Regions from separate parts of the Mus musculus genome. Here regions 2, 3, 4, 5, 6 and 7 are each linked to region 1. Evidence: chromatin contacts called from public HiChIP or PLAC-seq data. All regions are on one chromosome and are shown on one strand. The core of a region is the stretch at or near the end of the contact, and the rest is flanking DNA. Distances in the headings are between cores, read along the strand shown. Region 1 holds the start of Zdhhc13 (zinc finger, DHHC domain containing 13). Region 2 holds the start of Nav2 (neuron navigator 2). Region 3 has its middle 42 kb from the start of 9130015G15Rik. Region 4 overlaps Gm32849 (a long non-coding RNA gene). Region 5 overlaps 9130015G15Rik (RIKEN cDNA 9130015G15 gene). Region 6 overlaps Gm32849 (a long non-coding RNA gene). Region 7 overlaps Nav2 (neuron navigator 2).

Evidence for each region. HiChIP or PLAC-seq counts read pairs in DNA pulled down with a chosen protein or histone mark.
Region 2: a contact with region 1 is called in a FOXA1 HiChIP or PLAC-seq map of pancreatic cancer cells. The contact joins the promoter of Nav2 here to the promoter of Zdhhc13 in region 1. A contact is called at or near these places in 6 of 39 promoter capture datasets (cranial neural crest, hippocampal neurons, liver and 2 more), 8 of 484 Hi-C or Micro-C datasets (cerebral cortex, cortical neurons, embryonic stem cells and 3 more), 12 of 115 datasets of contacts at active chromatin or transcription factors (the SCID.adh cell line, T-cell acute lymphoblastic leukemia, astrocytes and 6 more) and 4 of 9 other capture datasets (adipose tissue, bone marrow-derived macrophages, embryonic stem cells and 1 more).
Region 3: a contact with region 1 is called in an H3K4me3 HiChIP or PLAC-seq map of forebrain, with 7 times the contacts expected there. The contact joins the enhancer-like site here to the promoter of Zdhhc13 in region 1. A contact is called at or near these places in 14 of 39 promoter capture datasets (the 3T3-L1 cell line, 3T3-L1-derived adipocytes, the HPC-7 cell line and 8 more), 2 of 15 datasets of contacts at CTCF or cohesin (large pre-B cells and pro-B cells), 19 of 484 Hi-C or Micro-C datasets (B cells, the G1E-ER4 cell line, Sertoli cells and 14 more), 21 of 115 datasets of contacts at active chromatin or transcription factors (T-cell acute lymphoblastic leukemia, bone marrow-derived macrophages, embryonic basal ganglia and 12 more) and 4 of 9 other capture datasets (adipose tissue, embryonic stem cells, liver and 1 more).
Region 4: a contact with region 1 is called in an H3K4me3 HiChIP or PLAC-seq map of bone marrow-derived macrophages, with 2.9 times the contacts expected there. The contact joins the enhancer-like site here to the promoter of Zdhhc13 in region 1. A contact is called at or near these places in 3 of 39 promoter capture datasets (embryonic stem cells, hematopoietic stem and progenitor cells and liver), 4 of 115 datasets of contacts at active chromatin or transcription factors (bone marrow-derived macrophages, embryonic limb bud, epiblast stem cells and 1 more) and 1 of 9 other capture datasets (embryonic stem cells).
Region 5: a contact with region 1 is called in an H3K27ac HiChIP or PLAC-seq map of microglia, with 5 times the contacts expected there. The contact joins the enhancer-like site here to the promoter of Zdhhc13 in region 1. A contact is called at or near these places in 6 of 39 promoter capture datasets (embryonic stem cells, hematopoietic stem and progenitor cells, liver and 3 more) and 5 of 115 datasets of contacts at active chromatin or transcription factors (embryonic forebrain, embryonic hindbrain, embryonic stem cells and 1 more).
Region 6: an HNF4G HiChIP or PLAC-seq map of pancreatic cancer cells shows a contact between it and region 1. The contact joins the enhancer-like site here to the promoter of Zdhhc13 in region 1. A contact is called at or near these places in 4 of 39 promoter capture datasets (cranial neural crest, embryonic stem cells and frontonasal cranial neural crest), 11 of 115 datasets of contacts at active chromatin or transcription factors (bone marrow-derived macrophages, embryonic basal ganglia, embryonic forebrain and 7 more) and 2 of 9 other capture datasets (embryonic stem cells and pancreatic islet).
Region 7: an H3K4me3 HiChIP or PLAC-seq map of bone marrow-derived macrophages shows a contact between it and region 1, with 2.8 times the contacts expected there. The contact joins the enhancer-like site here to the promoter of Zdhhc13 in region 1. A contact is called at or near these places in 8 of 39 promoter capture datasets (the 3T3-L1 cell line, 3T3-L1-derived adipocytes, the C10 cell line and 4 more), 1 of 484 Hi-C or Micro-C datasets (B cells), 6 of 115 datasets of contacts at active chromatin or transcription factors (bone marrow-derived macrophages, embryonic basal ganglia, embryonic stem cells and 2 more) and 1 of 9 other capture datasets (pancreatic islet).

The regions. Positions count from the first base shown.
Region 1 is chr7:48,787,561-48,790,260 of GRCm38.p6, reverse strand. It overlaps Zdhhc13 (zinc finger, DHHC domain containing 13), which reads right to left and starts at 1,258. Exons shown (of 17, transcript NM_028031.3): 1 at 1,124-1,258. The coding sequence starts at 1,150.
Region 2 is chr7:49,244,757-49,247,456 of GRCm38.p6, reverse strand. Nav2 (neuron navigator 2) reads right to left here and starts at 1,268. Exons shown (of 39, transcript NM_175272.3): 1 at 259-1,268. The coding sequence starts at 516.
Region 3 is chr7:49,119,016-49,121,715 of GRCm38.p6, reverse strand. It overlaps a transcript of Nav2 not described here. Among named protein-coding and RNA genes, the nearest start is that of 9130015G15Rik, 42 kb to the left of the region's middle. Within about 2 kb of position 1,420, at least 48 of the 459 cell types and tissues checked have an H3K27ac peak or open chromatin away from gene starts, as enhancers often do. A contact at or near this core is called in the G1E-ER4 cell line, cerebellar granule neurons, cerebellum and 7 more, where this site is marked.
Region 4 is chr7:49,069,726-49,072,425 of GRCm38.p6, reverse strand. It overlaps Gm32849 (a long non-coding RNA gene), which reads right to left. Exons shown (of 2, transcript XR_391458.3): 1 at 1-2,700. It also overlaps a transcript of Nav2 not described here. Among named protein-coding and RNA genes, the nearest start is that of Gm32849, 30 kb to the right of the region's middle. Within about 2 kb of position 1,430, at least 40 of the 459 cell types and tissues checked have an H3K27ac peak or open chromatin away from gene starts, as enhancers often do. A contact at or near this core is called in bone marrow-derived macrophages and epiblast stem cells, where this site is marked.
Region 5 is chr7:49,138,609-49,141,308 of GRCm38.p6, reverse strand. The region is part of intron 3 of 9130015G15Rik (RIKEN cDNA 9130015G15 gene); the gene reads left to right. It also overlaps a transcript of Nav2 not described here. Among named protein-coding and RNA genes, the nearest start is that of 9130015G15Rik, 22 kb to the left of the region's middle. Within about 2 kb of position 1,343, at least 8 of the 459 cell types and tissues checked have an H3K27ac peak or open chromatin away from gene starts, as enhancers often do. A contact at or near this core is called in microglia, where this site is marked.
Region 6 is chr7:49,092,433-49,095,132 of GRCm38.p6, reverse strand. It overlaps Gm32849 (a long non-coding RNA gene), which reads right to left. Exons shown (of 2, transcript XR_391458.3): 2 at 1-2,700. It also overlaps a transcript of Nav2 not described here. Among named protein-coding and RNA genes, the nearest start is that of Gm32849, 53 kb to the right of the region's middle. Within about 2 kb of position 1,287, at least 69 of the 459 cell types and tissues checked have an H3K27ac peak or open chromatin away from gene starts, as enhancers often do. A contact at or near this core is called in pancreatic cancer cells, where this site is marked.
Region 7 is chr7:49,270,751-49,273,450 of GRCm38.p6, reverse strand. The region is part of intron 1 of Nav2 (neuron navigator 2); the gene reads right to left. Among named protein-coding and RNA genes, the nearest start is that of Nav2, 26 kb to the right of the region's middle. Within about 2 kb of position 1,445, at least 31 of the 459 cell types and tissues checked have an H3K27ac peak or open chromatin away from gene starts, as enhancers often do. A contact at or near this core is called in bone marrow-derived macrophages, where this site is marked.

The DNA.
Region 1 (2,700 bases), core at 9-2,508:
ATTTCCCTCTTAGCATGGAGGAGTAAAGCTAAGCTCTCACAGGCTTTTATTAATGAGTGACAGTAATTAAGAAATGAGGCCTACTCTTACTGACGTTTGAGCCTGAGAAAAATAATGAGAGACTGTTTCATGTAAAGAGTCTATGTTCTTTCATAGTAATTCAGGCTCCCTGCACATCATTTTTCATTTCTTTTAAAATGCAAGAACTCCCAATAAAAACACCTCAGCATGTTATTTTCCACTTAAACCTACACCAAACTGGTTGAAGAAGAAAAATAGAGAGCTATGAAGAACACTCTTGGGATTGGGGAATTTTTTTTTTTTTAAAGAGTCCAAGCAATGTGACAACCTCAAACTGCTTGAAAAAAAAAAATCAATCTACTTCTAGCATAACTTGAATTAGAGACTGTGTCAGTTTACTCTCCTGTAGATGGGGATTTCTTTTGCTTAAAAACTTTGAAGCTGGGATAAAAAGGTGCACATAAATGCATGTAGCACACGCTAAACATTTGCTAGGATTGAAGAAGCCTGAAAATATTAAGTTGTAATCTATTCAATGCCAGTTATAAGTCTTTAGAGTAGTCACAATCAAAAGGGACAAATTCTTAGTTCTCTTGGCTTTTATAGCTTCCCCTTTGGCCTCCTCTGTCCTCTGGGACTAATCTAGCCCTTCTCAGAATAGAATCCTTGGGGATTTTGCAGATGGTACCACGGAGCGCCCTTCCTCCTGCCTCCACAGCCTTGATGCTTTCAAGGAGTAGGAAGGATGTGGGTAGCAACAAGAGCTAAGACAAGGTGGAGAGAAGGCGGCAGCCTAGGCGCTAGGGCTGATAATTTCTCAACAGAATCTCTCAGACTCCAGGCTAAGGTCTAAGGCTGGCTGTGCTATCTGAGGTGTGTCACCTGACACCTTACAGGTTCCAGCCGACTTAGGCACCGGTGCGTGACGCCCAGCCGCCGAATGGAGGCGACAGGAGGGCCCGGCCTCGCTCTGCGGCCACCGCAAAGGACAAGCAGCATCTTTCTTAGTGTGGCCAAGGCCCAGATCCTGCTGTCCTCGCGGAACCGCCTCACCTGGCCGCGGCTTACGTCCCCACCGCCGCCCACGTCCAGCCGCGCTCACCTGCGAGCCCAGGCCCGGGCCCTCCATCACGACCCGCGCCCGCTCGGCCGCGGCTCCAGCGCAAAGTGGCGGCCGCGGCTCTCCAAGCACGCCTCAGCCGCCTCTCGCCCACTTCCGGCTCGCGCTCCGCCCTCCTAACTGCGCGCATCCTAGGGCTGTCAATCCGCCACGAGAAGCCAATCCCCGATCTCTCTCTCACGGGGGCGGGACTTTCTCACCTCTAGAGAACTGCCGGTCATCCCCGCCCCCTGCCCCGCCCCCGCTATGTTCTTTCCTTCAGCCCCACCCTTGGCACCACTTAGGGTTCCCACTCAGAAGGCTCTACAGGTGCAGGTTCAGGCTGTTGTTATTCCAACGTCCCCGAGTGGGCTACCCCAAAGCTAGCTGTCCTTGTGGAGTTCTCTCCCTCACCTCAATCTTCTCAACTGTGAGTCAAGAACAAACTTCATGTAAGCGTTTGGAAAATTAACTGAGGAAAAGTATTTACAGTCCCACAGCAGGGGTTTTGGCAGATGAAGAGCATCCTGCCTCATGGACAACCTCACAGATGTTAGCTGTTCTAGGCATTGGGAGTTCCTAACTGCTGCTCTTCAGTCATGTGCTCTTGAGCAAGATACTTTTAGCATCAGGGCCTGGTTCCTCATAGAAAGCAGAAGATGTGAGCGGTGGTAAAGGCACTTGCCAACAAGTGTTACGACCTGAGTTTGTTCTCCTGGATCATGGTGGGAAGGGAAAAGTCTTGATGCTTTCCACTGATTCTTACACACACACACACACACACACACACACACACACACACACACACACACAGCTCGTTCACCATGCCACCTCCACACACAAGTAAATTAATAAATGAAACAAAAATACGTTTTAACAAAAAAGAAAGCAGAAAATATGAGAGTTCCACAGGGAGGGTGGAGATATAACTGAATAAGCCTCTCCAGTCCCTTTTGGTAGACTGCATGGAGGAGAGGGCATATAAGTCTTGCACACATTGGTGGGCTATGAAACAAGAATACTCTTGGTTCTTACCAGTGGGGAGCTCTCTCCTACCTCAGTGTCCAGAAAACAATAGGGCTTTCCTGAGCCTGGACTCAACTCCGTTCTTTGTGATAATTCCTTGATGTGTCTGTTACCAAGCCCAGCTTGGTTAGATCCTTAGAGGCTAAGTCAGAATTAATATTGTGACTCTATGAAACCATGAAATAAGTGTCTGGAAATAAAGTGCTGGGTTACCCATGAAAAAATATTACCCTGAAACAGTAAAATTATAAGTGTATTATTATGGTCAGTGGCCCTACTTATTGGGCACACCATAGATTACCCATAAAGCCTACACCCACTGAAGATGGGAAACACTGTGTTTGTCTAGGAACTCCCAGTGCCCAGAACAGCACCGAGACCTAGAAACTATTTACCATAATTACAGTGACTAGATGGGTGGATGTACGAATGTGTCATCAACTTTTATGATGCTACGCAGAGCAAACTGAGTGACAAATCGAAGGATGGGCAAGTGACTTCCTCCAGAGCAAGAGGAAAGGCAGGTGGTTTGGATAACATAGGATGAAGCCTGG
Region 2 (2,700 bases), core at 19-2,518, 460 kb before region 1:
ATAGAAGCAGCTGGCTGCCAGCACGCCTTAGCTTTGCAGAGCTCCCCGGGAGAGCCTCTGGCACCCTGGCCAGCTAAACCCCTCCTGGCCACACCCACTGACCAATGTATCCTTCCAATCTGGCAGCATAAGGGGTATGCTTCCTCTCTCCAATCACATTATGGTAGCCTCTCCTCAAGGCAACCGTCCTCCTCCCTCATGAAGGATCATCCATCACTCCCACCCTGTAATAGTGCCCCAGCACATAGCACTGCTCACCTGGGTATCGAACCCGTTCTCCAGAGAGCTGCTCTTCAGCAACGGGAGCCCCTCCCCCGTCGGCTCCTGCAGCCCCTGCGATTTCAGGGGGATTTGGCTAGTGTAGGCCGTCTTGCTCACCTCCACCTTGCTTCCCAACTTAAGATAGCAGGGCTGAGGACCAGTCCGGGCCGGGGGCACGTGCAGGATGGGCGCGGCGCTGTGCACGGGTTTGGGCAGTCCCGATTTCATTTTGGAGGCTACCAGGATGGCCGGCATCTTCTCCCGGGGCTTTGGCTTTCCCAGCACGTCCCTGGCAGCGGCGGCGGAGGCGACCGCTAAAGGCAGCGCGGGCAGCCGAGTAGGCGCCGGGCCTCGGCCCGCGAGGCGCCCACCAACAGTGGAAGAAAAAAAAAAAAAAACCCAAAAAACAGAATCCCCGGGTCGGGGAACTGGGGAAATCCTGCGAGTGCGCCTGCCGGGTGGCGGGCTAGTCACTGCCCTCAGCAGGTCCCACCTGCGCGGATGTCGCAGCGGGAGGCCTGTTCAGAAGCTCTGGGTTCTCGGGGACCGCTGCCTCTGGCAATTCTTCTCCTGGGAAACCGAGGCGTGGACGCCCATATTAACTTGTCATTGCGTCTCCGAAGTGAGAAGGCTCCTTAGGAAGAGACACCGGCTACGGGGACGCACACGTCGCGCTCTGGAGCCTGCGGGTGTGAACCTTGGAGCAAAAGAGCAGAGGATGGGGAGACGGAGGACGCACGGAGCCCAAGACGTATCAACCGCGAAGCGGCTGTCACCCAGCAAACGCGCCACAGGGTCACCCGCGCCTAGGCAGACTCTGGGCGATCTCCGCAGACAGGTCTGTCTGGGCGTGACAGCCGATCACCGATGCTCACAAGCCCCTCGAACACCAAGCACCTGAGCTTCTGCGGCTCTGGCCATGCTCCGTGCGCTCCAGCGCAGCACGGCGGTGGTGACAGAGCGCGGGCACCAGGACGCGCAGCTGGCCAGGCTGGCAGCGCTGCGCTAAGCTGAGCTCGGGGGAAGGCAGCGCGGGCTGCAGGGCTGGACGCAGGGGAGGACCGGCTGCGGCGCGCGCTGACAGCCCGGGCCGTTCCCGCGCGCCTATTGGTTAGCCGCGGACCAATCCGCGGTCGCGACTCGCACTGCAAGGGGGCGTGGCCTCAACTCCGCGGGGCCGCCGCCGAAACTCTGGGGCCGCGCTTGGCCGCAAGTACAAAGCGAGCTGGTGGCCGCTCTGCGGCACGGCCCCGGCGCGCGCCTCCCCGCGGGCCGCCACCCCTGCGTCCCCGGAGCCGCCTTTGAAAACGCCGTTGGGTTGTAGATTCCCGCCTCCTTCCACCCCCAGGCATGTGTTGGGGAAATCAGTTTCTCTTTTTCAAATCGCTCGGGTCATCTCAACGGTTTGCGGGTTCCGGAGGCACGCCCCAACCTCTCTGCACCTCCATTGGGAATGACTGGGCGGGTCTCCTTGTCCCCCGCCTGAAGGACACTCCAGCCATTTCTTCTTTCCGGGTGGGCTCAGGGGCGTCCCAACAGCTTCCTCTGCGACATTCAAAGGTTGCACGTTGCACTTAAGTATTTGAAATATTTATAGGCTGATACAATGGCCGGGGAAGCTTCGCGCCCCAAGACAGCTCCTCCTTGCCACCTACCACAGACTGTAATTAGAGTGGCTTGGTGACCCGGGCAGGCTGAGGCTAAACCTGCCCTGGTTTCATGGTTTCATGAAGGCCTTCCTTTCTCTCTCTGACTCAGGGTCTGAGGACTGAAGGGAAAATAGAAAGTGCAGACAGGGTGCATGGGGCTGATCTTCAAGGACACCCACCTTAGAGATCAGTTTGGATTTGAATTGGGAAGTTCCTCCATCTTTATAGACCTAACACTGTGTCTCATGCAAGTCAAGTGGAGGTTTGAGTACTTTTCCCTAAAAGCACTGCCCAGCTAAATGAGATAGTGTCTGGCAGTGTAGGGGACCAGAAAAAAAAAATCTGTCTTTATTATTAATGAACCCACCGGAGTATGTCCCACTGTCATCTCTTTAAGCCACTTTTCTGTGTCTAGGACAGATGTTGTCACTTTCTTCCTATCCTATAGCCTGAAGTTGTAACATCCATAGGGTTGAATTTCACTCATCCTAATGATATGGGCTATATCATTCTCAAACTTACCTGGCAAAACTCTAATGTGGCCAGGAATGGGGGTGTAAGCTTGTAATTTCTGCTACTTTAGAGGCTGAGGCAGGAGGATCCCAGGTTGAGGTCAATTTAATGATCCTCTTTGTTCAAATAAAATGTAAAAAGGAGCTGGAGATGTAGCTCAGTGGTGGGCAGTTTGCTCGCTCCGCATCTGCCAGAATCTGTCTGATTCCAGTGTAAATAAATACTGTAAATAAATACCCAATCCTCGACTGGTTTTAGGCAGTGGAACCTCTGGGAG
Region 3 (2,700 bases), core at 171-2,670, 330 kb before region 1:
ATCAGCTACTTATTGTCACTTATTCTGACCTTGGAGGACAATGTTTTAAAACGAGAAAGACCTCTCAGAGGTTTTTAACATGAAATGTTCCATCCTCCTTTTTTACTACTGGAAAATAGTGGAAAACCTGACTCCCTTTGGATTCCTGTAGAGATTTTATCAGTTGGGCCTTGGAGTCGGCTCTGTACACCCACTGACTGGCTCAGCCTGCGCAGCCAGAAGGGGGCAGCACCACTCCGCAGAATTCCCTCCGGGCTTTGCTTTTCTGGTAAGTTCCCGCTGGCTGGCACCACACAGTCAGGTTGGCATGGCTTTCAACCTCCTGCCTTAGCATGCTGGAGGTGTATGTACCTTCGGGAGGGCGTGGCAAAACCAGCAGGCTAGACTCAATTTGCAGTGCCCGAGTGCACCTGAAATGTACTCTGGCATTTCAAGTAAAACTGTCAGGCTGTAGACGGAGGAGGCCACTTCAGCTTTGCTGGACACTTTACAGTCTGCTGAATGGCATCTTCTTCCGTCTCTCATCCTTGGGAGCTATGGGGAGCCAGTGTGTGTGTGTGTGAGTGTGTGTGTACACGTGCACGCGCACGCACGCACGCGCATAGGCATACACACATCAGTATGGACAAGCTGGAAGCTGTGAAGGAAGGCTTTCTCCTGGTGCTGACCCAGGGCAGAGAGCTGCGGGTGCAAAACTCTGTCTCCTGCTTCACCCTGATGAAGCTCTTACACTCTTCTGCCCTGGGGACGGGAGGTACCTAGGAGCCAGGCACATTGGATACCTAACCTTTCTATGGCTCTCAGCACCAACACCGTCACCTCCTATACCTTCTAGGGGCTGTCCCCTCCGCCATCCAGATGACACTGAGGGGGAGGTTTTCTTCAAACAGAAAAACAAAGCATGGAAGAAAATAAATGCACTTTATTCACTGCCCCCCGCAGCCCCCGCCCCCCAAAAAGAGAGCCTTGCATTGGGCAGGAGCTTCACGAGACAGGTGGCTTTCCTGGGTCCCTTCCAGTGATTCATGCAGTAGCAGAGACAGCCTTTCTTCTTCTTCTTTTTTTTTTTTTTAGACCAAGAGGCTTGTCCTGTCCCCACATAAATGTGTCCAGGAAGAGCACGTGACTACTATGCTGAATACACCGGCAGTACGACCTCAAAGCCTGTGTCTCTTCTCTTGTTTCCCCTCCCCTCCTCTCCTATTCTTTTCTTCCCTTTACCCACTCTCTGCTCTCGGTTTTTTGCTGGGCACGATGGACACAGAAAGAATCTCTCTGGCCACGTTCATTTCGCCGCCACGGGCAGGATGCTCTCGGCACCAACGCTCCCTTTACCCTGTTGCCCTGCCCCCATACACTCACGCTGCAGTGTTAACTCTAAAGAACTCGGAAATTCCTGGGTGGGCAGAACTGTGGCCTGGGAAACCGTCCTTCACAGACAGCGTTTTTTTCAAGAGAAAATGCCTCACTCACAGCCTGCCACTGGCCAATGAACGCGCCTCGGCTCTCAAACGCAGCGCTGAAACTGGCTTTTTTCCCCCCATTTCCTCTCCCAAATGCCAATGATATCTGTGAGCCTGAAAAATATACTGTTCTTCTTATCCTTCATGGCACAAAGCGGTTTCCTCTCAGCCCGTGATGAACAGATCTCTGGTCCAAATGGGATCCAGCCTAGGCAGCTCTGCTATGCCAGGGTGGCTCTGGGAGAGGCTGAGGGTGAGGAGGGAGTTCGGGGCCCATTGAGGGAGGTGTTGGTGCCTCTGCACTCCCAGACAGAATGGCACTGCCCCAGTTTTCTGGGGATTGTGTTCAAAGAGGGGCTAAGGGATGGCCTGAGCCCCCAGTGACTAGAAACTGTGAATTCCCAGTAGACACCCTGCACCCTCTGATGGTTCTATACATCCCTGGATTTCTTTCACTCTGGCTCTTGCCCTTTGGAGCCCCTGGGGTGGTGGTAGTGGGGCAAATGGCCACCCACTTTTTCTCTAACCCTTCTTGCCACCTGCTCCTTACAGGGTTCTGCCCTGTGTCCTGTGCTGCCTTCATCAAGATCTGGGCTGCTCTAACTCAGCCATAGGAGTAGGGCCCCTCATCAGTAATTCACTGGCCCCCTTCCTCCATAGGGTGGGGGACCCGAAAAACTCAGCAGCTTCTGAACTGTGGGGCAACAGAGTCCTGGATCATCATCCTTAGCAGAGGAGAGGAGAGGAGAAGAGAGGATGAGAGGGGAGAGGAGGGGGGAGAGGGGAGGAAGGGAGGGGAGAGAGAAAAAAAGCTAAGAAAGGCAATGACCACAATCCAGAACCATTCTAGAAGTTCAGTATACTTCAGGGGGGGGGGGAGGCATTGCTCTAAAGGATGGGTGTTTTCCCACCACTGCCTTCCTGCAGAAACAAAGGAAGCAGGACGTGGCTGGCTTCATAGACTCCTTCTTCACAGTTTCTCATTCTGTTTCGACAAGACAGCTGCTAAGGCTGCTATTCTTAAACCCTGTGTGCAACCTCTGAGTTCCTGTAGCCAACACACGAAGGAAGCTGTGAACGTGCACACCTGGTGGGCGGTGAGTCCCAGAGGGAGGGTGGGTGTGGAGCCGGGGAGCCAGGCGAATGCACCCAGGTGGCTCCTGGCCTGGGATTGCCACCTGAGGCCACAACCCAGCCAGGGGGGACTTGCATGGCGAGGGCATGACCTTTAGATGTC
Region 4 (2,700 bases), core at 181-2,680, 280 kb before region 1:
TTTAGAAGAGGAACACAGGTGGGGCAGAGGGCCCCGAGGGATTGGCCCTGAAGTCAAGATCTGTGCTTCCATGTAGCTGGGCTTTAGTGTTCTGTGAAATGGGAGGAATAGTGAAGCTTGTTTTCCCAGAGTATTGGAAAAATGTAATTTGATTACAATTAAATGTATCATTCTGGGCACAGTGCTTATACCGAACAGTCTCTCCATACATGGATAATACATTTAAAATTACAAGTATACGTAGTCAGTATCCAGTCCTATGGAAACCCATCAAGGATTTCCTTCTTAAGCCAGATCTCCTATGAGTTTTCTAGATGCTTCATTGTTAGCATTACCAAAGGCCATGCCAAGGGTGATGTATGAAGAATGAATGCAATTGACCATTTGTCATGTCCCGAGTCTGCTCTAGAGATCTCACCTAAATTCGGTCTTTATGTTAACGTCCTGCACATGACTGTAATGCTGTCTGTTGGTGGGAAATGAGAGTTTCGTACAGATAAGAAAATCTACCCACTTATGGTGAACTGGGTCCTGTCTTTCTGTTTCTAGAATGCCTTAGCCCTGCTCACGTATTTGGTAGGAGACAATTATATGGTGACTATACTATTTGAGGGCTTTTATAGAACAGTGATATCATGGCCATACCTGGTCTCACTGAGTGACAATCATGTGTCAGGGATGTCTCTCTAAGAATTTGTTCCTTCCTGCAGAGCCTTTGGCCTGGTTTTCAATCCACAGTTTAGAAGCCCCCTGCCCTACAGGTCCTTGTTTCTTCTAGAAGTCAATGGATAACAAACAATTCCTGTCCCTCTAGTACAGATGCCAGGAGCTAGAGATTCCCCAGGCACTGTGGGGAGTACTAGGGTGGTAGTGATCTGATTGGCCAGTGAGCCACCAATTGAAACTAGCACTGAGATCTATCCCCTGCAAGCTTGTCAATAGTTATCTGTCCAGGCTGCAGCTGCTGCAGGTCCCATGACTGAGTCCCATGAAGGCCATCTGCTCTGCCCCCTCTCATCCCTAATCCACCTGCGGAAGGCACAATCGCACAGTGAGCACCAAGGAGAAGATACAGAGAGGGAAAGACAGACAGACAAAGCCCAGAGCAGCTGCAGGTCTGGGCTGCTGGATTCTCTCCTCTAATCTGAGCTCCTACAGCCAGTAGGGGAGAAATGCCACGATTTACATGACAAGGGCCAAAGGAGGGAATTACGGCAAATCAATTCTGCGGGAAGAGATAAAGCCCCGGTTTAATGTATGCGGTGAAAGGTGGAAATTCAATTCTCATAATGTTGGATGATGCTGATGAAGACTGACATTCACTATTAGTGTCATGCTTTTCCCTTCTCTTCTTGGACCCGAGAAACACACAGCACATAAGGACAGGGTTGTTGAACACCATTGTAAACAGACAGCTGAATAAAGCCAGGGCTGTGAGAGCTGCCCAGGATGCACCTGCTAGCAGCTCTGGCTGGAGATAGCAATGACCACTGCCCAGCGCTACCTGGATACCTCAGAAAGCTCCAGGAGCTCCTATCAGGTCCTAGTCAGCCATACCAATTACCTTTGACCCTGACCCATTACCTTTCCTCTACAAATTTGACTTCCTGAAAAATGTTTCACTTGTCTTACATAAGCCTTAAGAAAAAAGGGAAGCTATTTTTTAGTAGGTCAGAAGGTGGCTATACATTTATCTAGATTTTAGTAATTCATGTTGATGTCTTAAAGGGTCTGAGAAGCCATACAGGGAAGAAACCTGCTTATTTGTTTAACCTTGGATTTCTTTAGACCAGAAACTTTCCTTGGTTTTGTTGTTAGTGTGTTATGTTTTGCTTTGTTTGGTTTTGTTTATGTGAGACGGAGTCTTGCTATGTAGCTCAGGCTGGACCCAAATGCTTAATCCACCTGTCTTAGCCTCCCAAATGATGTGATTACAGGCATGTATCACCACATCAGAAAGTCTACCTTGTCCTATTTAGGGCCAAATAGGAAGGACTTTTGACTTGGTGGACTGGCTTTTGCATATTCTATTGTTGCAGTACAAAGGTAGCCATGGATGTTACATAAATTGCCTGCCTTCTAATAATGCTGTATTTAAAGGAACAGTGAGGCACCCATAGTATGCCAGTCTTTGTCCTAGACTATACCCACCCTGGCCACAGCCTTCCTATCTATGGGAGTCAAGCACACAAACTATTGAGAGCAGGCAGGAAAAAAAATAAAACAGGTCCAAACTCCAGCCTTGCCATTCGGTGAGTCAATCCTTGGGTGGACTATGTAAGCCACATCACAGTTCCCAGCACATAGCTGTCACTTTCCTGAGTGGTGAGGGCCAAACTAAGTTTATCGAGAGAACACACATAATGCTCATAGCACAGCTTTTGGCCCGTAATGTTCAATAGCTACTCATGCCCGCTCAGAGCAGACTGGTTCTCATTAACATTATCACCCAGCAGCTGTGTATCCCTTAAACACTTTGCAGAAGCAATCCCCCAAGGCCTTCAGTGCTTGAGTCTGAAGAGTGGGAAAAGCCTAGCTACCACGGGAGAGCTCCCTGGCAGAGCCTCTATCCGAGTGTCTACACTCTCATCATTAACTTCCTCAAGGTCCATTCTCCTAACCTCTCTGTCAGAGAAGTTTCTTTAACCTTCTTTCAGTTTGGGTAATGATGCTTGACACATTGACCGAGCCACCAGCTGA
Region 5 (2,700 bases), core at 94-2,593, 350 kb before region 1:
CTTTACATCCCCACCAGCATTGTATGAAGGCTCATATTCCTCTGAATCCTCACTTGTTATTTTCAGTTTAGAAAGCTACAACCTCTCAGTGCGTGTAAAGTAGCTTCTCTGAATGGTTTGGACTTGTTTTTCTCAGCTGACTGATGAGAAAATTCCTTACTGCACATGATCCTTGGCAATTTATATTTCTACTTCAGAAATGCAATTCCTTCTATTTCTCTCCTCTCCCCTCTGCCCCCTGTGCCAGCATGCCAGCATTCAGCATTATTTTTCTCTTCCTTTATGGCATCACCCACTGGCCCTGGGGCTAGACCATTTCTCCTGTGGTTCTGATTAGCATTTAATGGATCATTTTGAATATTAGCAGACTGTCTAATAAAAATATACTGACCACTGTCTGATTGGTTTATTTTCATTCGACTTGTTGGTCACTGTGCTATTTATAGACTGAAGCTCTTTATATATTGAGGGCACTAGACCTTTATCATATATGGGGTTTGCAAGCATCTTCTTTGGTGGGCATCCCTTTTGGGGTTCAAATATGTTAATTGTTGTTAAAACCCAATGTGTCTACTTTTCAAACATGTTGTCACTCTTGCTTTTTTTTTGTCACATTTCATAGTTCACTGCTGGATTCTGGGTTATGACTGTGTCCACGTTTGATCATAGAGGTCTGTGCACTGTGTTTTACTCTGAATCTTTCTGCGGTCTTCTGAAGAAGGGAACCACATAGTCACTACCCCCACCCCCCAGCTACAAACTGAGGGCCAGGACTTTTAAAACATTCACTTCTATTTCCAATGAACACATGTTTTTATTAGTGTTTAAAATAATTCTATTTTTCTGATTTGTGTGTGCATACATGTGTGCACGCTACAGGGTGCATGTGGATCTGAGGATAACATAGATTTCGCTCCATCCACTGTGCGGGTTCTGGATACTGAACTCAGGTCATCAGGTTTGGTCATGGGCATTTTTACCTCCTAAGTCATCTTGCTGGCTCCAGGTAATACGTAGTTTTCCAAAAGCAAAGCACTGAGTAGCTGCATGCTGCCAGCTTGCCTGATGTCCATAGAGCCCTGGGTCCCATCCCCTGCACTGCACCACCAGATCAGTAAAGAACTAAAGCAAGCACGTGGTGATTTGTGCATGTATGAGATGCAGCGGGAATACACACACACACACACACACACACACACACACACACACACATACAAACACACACACACACACACACACACACACACACACACACACTGCAGTGAGCCCCAAAGGTACCTGTTACTTCAGATCAATGCCATTTCTCTGCAACAGAACATTAAGATTCACTTCCTCTCCAGCTGCATCCTGAACACCCAGTCTTACCCCTGTCTCTTCCTAGTAGCTTCTCTAGGTTCCAGTCACTACTATCCTGTTGTCTGCTTCTCTGAGGCCAATGGTTTTGAGTCCACATGGGGTTTATGGCTTCCTGGACCTGTCTTGTTTTACTTTACACATCCTTCGGATTCATCTGTGTTACTGGAGATGATAGCATGTCAGTCATTTTAATGCCTGGATACTGTTTCTTGTTTATAGATACCACTTTCTTAGCCATCTAATGGAGACTAGGTTGGGCCTACACAAGGCTAAGTATGACATGCCTCAGTCAGCTCTCAAGTTTAACTGTCTTCTCTACACACAGGTTCCATTTCTTGGCTACTCCCACCAGCAGGATAGCTTGGGCATACAGCTGCTGTGTGTCTAGCTTCTTGGGGGATGCCACACTCTGTGCCATAGTGTTTGTTCTCATTTACACGTGCAGTCCACACCCTATATGAAAACGTCTCCCATTCTCCCTATACCCATGCCAACATGCCAACATGCCAGGAGTGCTGCTCTCTTCCTCTTTGACAATACCTATCCTTGCTGGAGCTAGAACAGTTTTCCTGTGGTTTTGATTTGCATTTGATGAGTGATTTTGAGCATGATTTTTCTCTTTCTTTCTTTCTTTCTTTCTTTCTTTCTTTCTTTCTTTCTTTCTTTCTTTCTTTCTTTCCTTCTCTCTCTCTCTCTCTCTCTCTCTCTCTCTCTCTCTCTCTCTCTCTCTCTCTCTCTCTCTCTCTTTCTTTCTTTCTTTCTTTCTTTCTTTCTCCTGGCCACTTGTATATCCTCTTTGGAGAAATATCTATTTAGGTCATTCTCTCATTTTTAATCAGATTATTATTTTTTTTGGCTGCTGAGTTCTTTAAGAGCCACATAAACCCTGGGTATTAACCCCTTACCAGACACTTAGTTCACAAACGCCTCCTCCTCTTCCCTTTCCAGCCTGGTGATTGGTTCCTTTGCTGGGGAGAAGCCTTCTAGTTTGACAGAATCCACCCATCTGCTTTTGTTTTTGTTACCTGCACTAAGGGCACCATGTCCCCAAATTACTGTCAAGATACATATCTTAAAGCATTTCTGCTCTGAATCTGTATAGGAGTTTCATAGCTTGAAAGCCTATATTTAAACCTTTGACCATTTTGAGATTTGTATGATTAAAGAATGGGGTCTTGTTTCTTTCTCTGTACATAGATGATCCTTTTTCTGAGCATCAGTTATTGAAATGGCTTCTCTTCAGAAGCAGGCACCCTTGCTGCCTCTGTTGAGGTCAGGACTTCAGGAGAACGCACAGCTGTGTCAAGACAGCAGCACTGTGTCTCTGTGTGCTCCTGGGCCTCT
Region 6 (2,700 bases), core at 38-2,537, 300 kb before region 1:
TAATATCTTAATTGCCTGCTAAATGATGCCCAAGAACCTAGACATGACGATTTTGAGTAATAACTATGAAAATCCAGAACTGTCTGTGGAACTGTCAGGATGCTGTTGTCTGAGGGTGGGGGTATTCTTAATGTTGAAGAAACTTGGAAGGTAGGATTCTGGAACCTCCTACCATAAATTTCAGATAAAATTAAATTAACTATTATAACACAACATAAAACAAAAAGTCTCCATATTAGAATAGAGATGGTCTACTTTGCCCAGTCATCCTAGGGGACTGTGACATGGGCCCTTTTAGGCCCAACCCCCACTGCTGGCACTGATGTCATCCTGCTGGCTCCACAGCAGCACCCTTAGAGATGGACTCTAGATCAATGAAAGCATCTACCATGCCAGACATGTCTGCCCTACTCCAGGCCTGCTGTGGAGCCAAGGTTCAGGCTCAGTGCCGGGCCATCTGTCATTTGGCGCTGCCTTTAATTGCTGTGCTGATGAACAAGGTTTGAACTTGAAGCAGAAAATGTACATATAAATGTAGACACAGCCTTGAAGCGTTGTCCCCTTACAAACTAACACACTGTCTGGACCACATAGGTAACAGTAGCCAACACACACCCTGTTCACAGAAGGTGCTTGTCCTAATGGGCAGATGCTCCAAAGAGCCAAGAAAGTCTCCACTTAGAGGTGGCCCAGTCCTTGGGGTCACAGCCAAACAGGAGAGGTAGATAGGTAGGCAAAGACAGTAAGTACTATGTGGTGGGGTCTGGGCAAGAAGGCAGTCTTGAGACTATGCAAACATGGAGGTAGGGATCTGGTCGGCCTGGGGTGTCTACAAACTTTCTTAGGGAGCACAGGAGGCCTGAGTTACATGTTAAACTATATGAAGTGTAGAAGCTCTCCAGGAGAAGATCAGAACATAGTGGTATGGCAGAGGGATCCAGACAGAGAGAACATAGACTGCTGCAGGGCCCAGGGAGGTGAATATGGTAGGCTGAGAATGAAGCAGGGAGACATGGATGCAGAGAGTTAGGATGCTACAGGAGGAAGCAGGTGAGGATTGGAGCCCTGAAGAAAAATTGTTCCATAGACCGTGTCTAAGCTTTGCCAAACATACAATCTAGCATTAGGTCAGTGTGGGGCCTTCGCCCTTACGGGTCTTGAGAGGAAGGGACATGGGAGGTGGCTCCAAGTGTGGTGGATGTGTTAACCACTGAGTCAGAGAAGACTGGTTTCAGGTGGAGACAGGGCAGGGCCAGAGTTCTGACTCATCAAGCAACAAGGTCCTGGCATGTCTCCATTTTCTGGGGAAGGGAACTTTAGCAGTTCAAGAGGTGAGGAAGGGCAGAGCTCAGATACAGATCCGTGTGAGCCTGACTCAGACCCCATGCGTGGCTCTCACATCACAGGAGGCTGCTTCCTTCCTGGTAGCGGGAACAGCCTGAGCCCGTGTGAGAAAGGAGGATGTCTGAAAGCACTGGAGGGCAGGCATGAGGTGGTTTCCACTGGTCAGAAGTGTGTGTGGGCTCAAGGAGGACTGTGGCCTGGGTGTGACTTGGCCACTGTTACCTTTGTGTTTGAGAGGGTGTATTAGTTCATAGGGGACAGTGGACAGCACTTTAAGGTTGTCTCTACCTCAAGCTCAGGGTGACAGCCTACAGAGTGACACAGGTCCAATAGGCTTTGGAGCCCAAAAACCTGTGGACAAGGGGCTGACCTTCCCAGGCTTCAGTTTTTCTCACGAAAACTGCATTCTAACATCTTTCTGCAAGGAGCGTTACATTCATAAAAGACAGTAAGAATAAATGCACACCCGGACGGTAAACAGTGAGACCCCAGGGGTGGGTTGGTTGAATTCATTTACATGGATATGGTTAAGTAGCCAGAAGACAGCCAATCTCTATTTTTACTCTGGCTGGCCTGGTACTCATTATGTGTCACCCATGGCGGTCCTCTTCTTGCCTCAGCCTCTTGGATGCTGGCATTGAAAGCATGCACCACCTTGGTCAGCTGTGACCCTGATCTTGTCACCATTAGGGGATTATCATGAAGTAGCATGCAGATCATCACTCTCCTGTCTTCAAAAAACAAAACAAAACCACAACAACACACAACTCCCTCATCAGATGTTTCATAATTTTTCTCCGATTCAGGGAAACTGCCTTAAGGAAACAGAAGGTATTCTCTGCCTAAAATCAATGGCTGTGGTTGTGAATGGCTGACAGTGTCTGTCAGAGGCCAGGCATACACTGTGAGAAGCTGGGGGTCTCAGGGGTTCCTGACAGGGCCTGGATAGCTAGGGACACCCCAGCTGTGAGGAAGGCAAGAAGCTGGCGTCAGCACTGTGGATGTCCCCTTCCTGATGAACCCTGTCAGCTTCATGAGAAAGAAGCCGCATTCTCTCCATCATTCATCAGCCAATTAGAAGCCTCTGGAGGCCACACTCCTTTAATCAAAGAAACAGGAGCACTCTGGACCAGTTCTCACTTTATTGCAAGGGTGAGGCGTGGGTATGGAGACTGCAGAGGGAGAGGCAGGCCTTTGTGAGAGTCTGCTATAGCATTACCTGTAGCCTCCCTGGGCCGCTGCGTGACTGTGTCTGGATTGTACTGTCCACTTGAACTGAGGATCCTGCATGTTCCCAAGTCCCAGGACACTCTGAGACTGTTCTGTGAAGGAGACCTCACTCACCAGACTAGGGAA
Region 7 (2,700 bases), core at 196-2,695, 480 kb before region 1:
TTGGGGGGCGGCGGGGGCATTCTCACCTCTTGTTCAGACCCAGAATTTGGTCCTTCAAAGAAATCCTGACACAATTCCTAGAAATGATGGATGCAGGCACAGCACAGTCTCTACCTGCGGTGGTCCTTAATGAGCAAGCTAGAGGGACTGAGGAGAGAGTCAGAGTGAAGCCTCGTGTGCCTGGCTTTCCTAAAGGCATGCTGGGCAGCAGAGGGAGGAGCCACTGCCACTCCTGTGCGAGCCTCCCTGCTGGGCTCGGGTGGTGGGGACCTCCAGAACAGAGCCTGACTCTCACTGCCGGAAGCACTGACCTCATTGACTTCAGCAGCTCTGACGGGCATCATCTCCCAACAGCAGAGCTATCATTGGCAGCTTGCAAAGCCCTTCACAGGTGCCTCACGTGGAGAGTGGCTTTATACAGAGGCCCAGTTACTTATTTAATATTGAAAATTGGGCGGAGATGGTGAAGAAAAGTCACGTGACTCTGCTCAAGGCATGTTTCCTGCTGCACCTTGTTTTCCCCTTTGGTCTCATCCCCTGACCCCTTCATTCTCTGGACTTGGTACTGAGGATGCACCCGATGGCCCCACACACACTAAGCAAGCACCCTACCTCTGACTACAACTTCAGCCCTCTGATCCCAGTGTTGCCCTTTAACTATGAGACAGTCTAATTGGATTTTCAATTCCCAGCATTCCGAAATCCAAGCTTTACTGGCTTTAATGAAAGAAGGCTCCGTGCATGTGTTTCTGGAAGAGCCCACCAGGTGGCGATAGCAGCCACAGCATTCTAGGACAGCTGCCAAGGCAACTGGAGGGCAAGCCTGTCTGCCTGTCTGCCTTCTTATCCGGTTCTGCATTTTGGAGCTGCTTGCTGCTGCATCTCTTCTCTCTATTTAGAGACGGGGCCTCACTATAGCTCAGGCTGTCCTGGAACTTGTTGTGTAGCCCAGGATAGCCTCCATTTCCCTTGTCCCATCTCAGTCTTCTGAGTGCAAGGAAGTCCCTCCAGGTACCACTCAAACTGCAGCTGCTGCTGCTTCTTCTTCTTCTTCTTCTTCTTCTTCTTCTTCTTCTTCTTCTTCTTCTTCTTCTTCTTCTTCTTCTTCTTCTTCTTCTTCTTCTTCTTCTTCTTCTTTTTTTTTTTTTGGTTTTTTTCGAGACAGGGTTTCTCTGTGTAGCCCTGGCTGTCCTGTTACTCACTTTGTAAACCAGGCTGGCCTCAAACTTAGAAATCCGCCTGCCTCTGCCACCACCGCCCAGCCAAACTGCAGCTTCTAGTCTAGGTGTGGATTGCTCAGGCAGGATCAGCTAGCTTCTAGAATGCTCTCCTGTCTGGGACAGCGGTATCAAAAGTATCTGTTCCTGCTACCTAGAGATGGGCAGGGCTAAGATGGCCAGGATAAGGAAGAGGGGGCCATCTGTATTAGTAGCATCCCTGGAATGCACCAGGCAGAGTCAGGAGCCATGAGATTGCCTGGCAATCATGTGATTGCCAGGTCACACAGGGCTGTGGGGCTCCTAGAAGTCCTTGTGGACAGCCTCAGTCACATCCTGGTTGTCCCAAAACTGGGAAATAACCATGGTGAAACGACTTCTGTCCCTAAAGTGGCCCTTTACTGTGCAGTAGCCAGATCCTATGTCAATTCTTGCAATAAGGTTATATGCTATCAACATCCTATAGTATAGATAAGGCAACTGGGGCTGAAAGGAGGTTGCCAAGGTTACTGATGGAGGAAGACCCACCTTCTGCATTTGAGCAGCGCAGGGGGCTCATCATGGCTTCCAAAGCAGCAATGGTGGTGGTGGTGGGAGGCGTGAGTCTCCTTAGTGTTCTTTCCTAGCTATGTGAACTTGAGCACCTAACTCTTTTTTTTCAATGTTCTCTCACCATTTGGGTGTAAATAAATGAAGAGGGCTCTTAGCCATCACCCTTATCCCAAAAGCTACATCCTAGGAGGGGCCCCAGGGGGCAGAACCGAAGCTAGCAAGGTCCTGGGGGTGGCCCTGGTCTCTAGTGGACAGCCAACAAGACTGGGGTAAACCTAGCAGAGATTCCAATCATCTGAGGGGTAGAAGCATTTTCCTGTCATCTCTGCTGCCGTTAAAAGCTCTTCAGAGAGTGGCCACAGGCTGGTGTGTCCCTGGGACTTCCAGTATAGGGGCCGAGCTCTCTCCTCACAGGTCCCCTTGAGGCTGCCCTAGCAAACCTGTCCCTCTGCCAACTTCACCCTCCGAGTCTGGGATTAGGATCCAGATTTGGGGAAATCTATGTTAGCTGTGGTTGCCACTGTCGAAGCGCTCCCCACCCCCCTACCCCCAAGTTCCCAGTTAGGAAAAGCTGTCATCCGCTTCTGGTCTCCATATTACCCGGGAAGCAGAGCAGATGGAGTTATCTTTCATCTCCCACATCTGTTGCCCACATTTAAGATCCACATCTAAAAACCCTGAAAATCCAGCCGGGACAAAGCTGATGCGCTCTGGGTAGATCCTCAGACGAATGCAGAGGCCTCTGCCTGGGCCAGGCAGTGCCACAGTGAACAGAAAACCTACTTCACATAGAGAGCCGAGAGAGACCGAGACTCGGAGCATCTCCCCAGAGCAGCTGAGGGGCCCAGGAGGAACTGATCTCTGAGAGTCTGTGGCAGTGGTTCCTCCCAGGAAGCGGTCTCTTCCAAAAGAGAAGCTTTCATACACAGAG